Linked DNA regions of Xenopus laevis: region 2 is linked to region 1. The links are chromatin contacts, called in public Hi-C maps. All regions are on one chromosome and are shown on one strand. The core of a region is the stretch at or near the end of the contact, and the rest is flanking DNA. Distances in the headings are between cores, read along the strand shown.

The links. A called contact is a pair of places that touch in the nucleus more often than the background predicts.
Region 2: a contact with region 1 is called in a Hi-C map of the XL177 cell line, with 1.9 times the contacts expected there. The contact joins the promoter of phldb1.S here to the enhancer-like site in region 1. A contact is called at or near these places in 2 of 4 Hi-C or Micro-C datasets (the XL177 cell line and the XTC cell line).

Annotation. Positions count from the first base shown.
Region 1 is chr7S:70,089,503-70,092,381 of Xenopus_laevis_v10.1, reverse strand. No RefSeq gene overlaps it. Among protein-coding and RNA genes, the nearest start is that of h2ax.2.S, 17 kb to the right of the region's middle. Within about 2 kb of position 1,406, at least 1 of the 7 cell types and tissues checked has an H3K27ac peak or open chromatin away from gene starts, as enhancers often do.
Region 2 is chr7S:70,153,468-70,156,394 of Xenopus_laevis_v10.1, reverse strand. It overlaps phldb1.S (pleckstrin homology-like domain, family B, member 1 S homeolog), which reads right to left and starts at 1,633. Exons shown (of 15, transcript NM_001096127.2): 1 at 1,455-1,633. The coding sequence starts at 1,544.

The DNA.
Region 1 (2,879 bases), core at 157-2,656:
CGGTTCACTTCTGTATTAATCTCTTGCTGTAATTTGTGTGGTCTACTTTTCCAGGCAATAATTGCCTGATGTTAGGGCAAAGACATATGGGGTGACTTGGAGCAACAGCAGCTCCAGAATAGCACTGTGTATTTTATCCATGTTGGCTTGTATTTCTTTGGATGGGAGGGAAACTTTGGCGATCAGTTGCTGCGATCTGGGTTTTTAAAACTCGCAGCGACTGATCGCCACAGTTTCCCTCCCATCCAAAGAGATACAAGTAACCACAAGAAAAATACACAGTGCTATTTCAAGCTGCTGTTTCTCAAAGTCGCTGCCAGACCTTTTTTTTTTGAGCGAGTAGCCGTAAAATCCATACAATAGGGATTTTAATCCAGTTTTAAAAAACGCAGCAACTAATTGTCTTGTGTGTCATTATGTAACATCAAAGTGTTTTAAGTAATGAATAAATAATGAAGTGTTGCCCTGCACTGGTAAAACTGGGTTGTTTGCTTCAAAAAGACTATTATAGTTTATATAAACAAGCTGCTTTGTAGCCACGGGGCAGCTATTCAAGCACATGACAAATAACAGATAACAGATAAGCTATGTAGAATCGCATTGTATACTACAGGGCTTATTAGCTGCGTAACCTGTGCCTTTTCTTATTTTTCAACTTTGAATGGCTGCCCCCACAGCTACCCAGCAGCTTGTTTATATATACCAGGGGTCCCCAACCTTTTTAACTCGTGAGCCACATATAAATGTAAAAATGAGTTGGAGAGCAACACAAGCATGGAAACGTTTGTCTATGGGGATGTCAAATAAGGGCTATTATTGGCTGTTTGGTAGCCCCTATGTGGTCTGGTAGCCTACAAGAGGCTCTGTTTGGCAGTACACCTGATTTTTATGCAACAAAAACTTGCCTCCAAGCCTGGAATTCAAAAATAAGCTCCTGCTTTGGCGCCACTGGAGCAACATCCAAGGGGTTGGTGAGCAACATGTTGCTCGCGAGCTACTGGTTGGGGACCACTGATATATACTATAGTACAGTTGCTGAAGCAAACACACCAGTTTTACCAGTGCAGGCCAACACTGCATTATATTTTAAATAATTGAATACACTTTCAGTTGTTGGTGTTACTCAGGGGTCCCCAAACTTCTTTACCCGTGAGCCACATTCAAAAATAAAAAGAGTTGGGGAGCAACACAGGCATGCAAAAACTTCCTGGGGTGCCAAAATAAGGGCTGTAATTGGCTATTTGGTGGCCCCTATGTGGACTGGCAGCCTACAAGTGGCTCTGTTTGGTAGTACACCTGTTTTTTATGCAACCAAATCTTGCCTCCAAGCCTGGAATTCAAAAATAAGCACATGCTTTGAGGCACTGGGAGCAACATCCAAGGGGTTGGTGAGCAACATGTTGCTAGCGAGCTATTGATTGGGGATCACTGGTGTTACTGTTCCTTTAAGCTGATTTCCAAATAAGCCCATGGGAGTAGTTTCTTCCTAGCAAAAGGCTAAATCATGTTATCATATGGGTATTTCCTTACAATAGGTGTATCCTGGACTCATCTCGCCATCTAGTGGGAAGTTTTTGGTAGCACAGTGCTCAACAAAATGAAAAGCACCAGCATTTGAAAATGGCATTCATTTTTGAAAGACAATTGGCAATTGGGTGTGTTTGTTTGTGTGTGTGTGTGTGTGGGGGGGGGTGTTTTTTACCTGTGTCTAATCCTTGGTCTGTCATCATTAAACCTGCCTCTCATGGAAGATCATGGTCTCATCGAAGATCCCTCTGTAACCTAGCCTTCATTTGGAAGTCTCTTTTGATGCAAAGAAAGGAACAAAGATCTTGCACTACTCTAACAATACATATATGATCAGAATACGATTCTGGGTGGAAGGGCCCCTTACAACTGTGTTCCCATGATAGATGCACGTGTACAAGCAGCTTTGTTTACCTAATATGAGGATGAGTCCTTGGAAACATTGCTATGGCTGTTTAGAAACAAACCACAAACATATTGTATGGAGTACTGTGGCTCTAATTCCCAAAATGCAAATTAACTGACTTTATGCAGCAATGACAATTTTTGAACTGGGACTGGAAACATGGTTGTCTTTAGTACCTGGGGAGCACAGCCCCCCAGGAAGGATTATATAGTCTGTGGTTGCCCTCCAGGTGAGCTACATTATTTCCCTTATTTCTGTGATAATAAAGTAATCCCTTGAACTTCATATTAACTAAGCTGCATAAATCCATATTGGTGTCAAAACAATCCTATTGGTTTTTTTTAACGTTTAAATCATTTTAAGCAGACTTCAGATATGGTTATGGAAAGATTCCTTAGCTGGAAACCACAGGTCCCAAGAATTCTGGAAAATAGAGCCTATAAACCACCTTTTTCTTTATAATCGGAGTGCCGCCTGACGCGTTTCGGGAGCAACTCCCTTAATCATAGGCTATAATTAAGGGAGTTGCTCCCAAAACGCGTCAGGCGATGTCAGTCTCTGACCTGTTGAAATAAACCACCTCTTTCTTTTTAATCGGAGTGCCGCCTTTCCAATTTTTTTGCAAGTCTGATTACAGTGAGAGCACTGGTGGTTGAGCACCCGATAGAGCAGAATGGAGCTGTATTAATTATACACACAGGAGGTGAGTCTGGAGCGGCCAATCCCCCCCTCTTTCCACTTCATATGTTAATAGAGCCTATATCTGTATTTGCTTAAAATTGGCTCTATGGGAAATAGTCTTCCTGTAATCTTTATTCTTCCTGTAACTATTTATTCTTGATAATTCCTTAATAAACTGAGTTCAAAGGTTCACCTGTGTTCCATATCAGGGCCAGAAATAGGGGTAGGCAAAAGAGGTAGGTGCCTAGGGTGCAACAAATTGGGG
Region 2 (2,927 bases), core at 384-2,883, 64 kb before region 1:
TTATAATCTGCATTTCTTCTGAATGCTTTAAAACCAGAGCGTGCAGGCTACAACGCACGTCTGGATGAGATTAAAAGACACAAAGTCAGCCCAGGTGCATCAATGTATTGCAAACAAATCAGCATATATTATTTAATGACTACCTGTTAAAAATTGATCCTTTTATTGGTTGCTGTGAGTTAATACACCTGGGCACAAGTAGTGCCTTCCAAAATTCATGGGGGTAAGTGTTCCGCTGAACTGAATCCAGACTAAGGAGTTGGCTAAATCTGAATCCTGCAAAATGTGCTGTAATTCAGATGAATGCCAGATGAAATCCTGTATTTGGTGTACCCATAACATAAAGATCATTTCAGTGGTGTAACTACCGGGAGAGCAGGGGTGCAATTGCACCCGGACCCACTACCCCTCGGGACCTGCCAGAGATCATGCCGCAGCAAACACGGTAAGGAAACCACTTGTCTGCAAGAGGAAGAGGGTAGTTAGGTAACTGGCTCATTTATTTTATTAGGAGCAGATGCACAAACAACTTATCAAATTGTGGGCTGTGTACACCTTAGGGCATTATGTACAGAGCAAATTTATGCAAGAAAACCCTGTAATCAAAACTGCTGCTCCTATAGCCACTTAATGTTGCCTGACTTGCACTGCAAGCAACTGAAGTTCAGCAACTTATAAAGTAGGGACAATTATACTCAAATATGTTCAATTCACTGACGTGCCAGATGCAATTATACTGGAATTATAGGAAATAAAGTTCAATTATGATTACAATTGAAAAATACTTACTTGGTTTTACTTAGCAATTTAACACAGCCAAAAACAAAAATAGGTATGTACTGAATCCAGGATGCAGCCACTAGTTGCATGATTTGATCAAAATCTGTTCACCAAACCAAATTTGAAACTTTTAAGTCATGTGACTTAAGAGCCAACTTCTGAAAAAATTAAATGCAATACATTTTTTGTTTAATTATTTTTTTCAATTTCTATATTCTAGATGTGTAAATTTGTTTACTACAAAAAATCTGACAACCACTACAGGAAAGGGCCTCCTGCATCAGGATCAGTAGCATGTGCTGAATCTAACTACTGACCATGTACCAGGCTCCATTAAAAAAACAAATCACATGGTCCTATTACAGGCATTGTTTATAGCTGCAGGAAAGTCACCTTTTGTACACATTTTAAAAGATCTAATAAAAGAAATGTGTCCAAAAACAAATGATTAATGATGTGCTAATATGAGGGATGTGGACTGCTCTGTTTACAAGATTCCAATGAAACTGCCAGAAGCCACTAATAGACATTTTCATTTAAAGTGAAAATAATACTGATTGCAACCCGATTACCACATTTTATATTTCTCTGGCAATAAAGAGCATACAAAAAACATTTGTCTTCATTTGATATGATACAGTCTGACTCCTTGAGAGCATTTGACTATTTTATACCTCTTTGCTGATCCCAGACACCCTCTTGCTTTCCAAGCCCCTTCGTGCTAGGTTTAGCAGATAAAACCACACATCATCCATGGGTGTCATGTCGGAGGGGAGACAGGAATGGCTGCAGATCCATTCTACATACAGACCCCTTGGAATTAAATCAGAGCAGCTGTGTGCCTCAAAAAAACTTTACAGATCTCTATCTACACCCCTCCCCAAGCCAGCTGACTGACAAGATTTAGGGTAGGGCGATGAATTTAACCTCTTCAGCAAACACTATATAATTCACACTGGTCTCCTGGCACAGTATAAGCACATACCCATTCTGAAAATATTAGCCATTAGAGTACAATAACCCTTCAAAATCCCAAAAGCAAATTTTTGTCATTTTCTGGTCATATCTGTTATCCCCAAGCAACATAAATGTCTCCAAAATAATAATTACTCCAGCGTATATTGGATGTGAGAAGTATGAAACATCCGAATGAGGGAGGCTTCACCAAACCTGTCAAAGAGGGGTGTAGACCCCTCCCCCAAAAAAACATGTACTGTTTAGTATAAGACTATCCTGTGCAAGAGTCAAATGCAGAAGAGCAGTGTACTCCCCTCTTCCTCAGCTGGAAAAGCTAAAACAAAAGGAAAACACTAAACTCTAGAAGAAAAACATTGCCTCCAGCCTCCCATCAGATACTTGTGTTTAAAATCCAGTGAGGGTGAATTGGCAAAAAAGGTGTTTTATCCCATACAGCCACCTAGTAGGCAACCGCCTCCCTAACGCTGACACGCTAGTCAGGGGCCCACAGGTAACTATATAGTAAATACAGCCCTACATAGCAGGACACTTGTATGGTTATATATAGTATGCAGAAAACACATTTTCAATAAATAATCAAATGAATTTGACATAATGCATGCATCTGAGAATTAAACCTGGGCTGCAATGGTTACTTTTGTTTTTGAAGAAAAATCAATGAAGCAAGTTCTGTTTTCAATTTTATATGATAGCGAATTGTATCTTCCAACTGGCCCAACACAACTAAGACTCAGTCTACCAACTGTGCTCCTTTATTCAGAACAGGGATATCCAAGGTCAGCCTCTCAGCTGTCGTATAACTAAAGCAAATGTTTCTTTTTTTTTCAATCTCTAAATGGCTCTGTGCTTTGTTTTTTGCCGTGTCTAATGAATTTGTGGGCAGTTATATGTCATTAAAAAATGATATCAACCAGAAGCTTTTTCTAGAAAAATGCAGATAACAAACTGCAGAGAACTATTGCTGATAGCTTCCTAAAAAAAATTCAAGTACTGCATTCACAGGCGACCCCCCTGAATATTTTAGCAGTCAAATTTGCTAACATACTCGGGGGAATGTAATAAAAGTTATGCCTCTGGGCGAACAAATTTTGCTTTGTGCTAAATTAATATAGCTTTTGTTTTAGCGACCACTTCCGACACTGGAAGACCATTTGCAAATTTTATAGTTT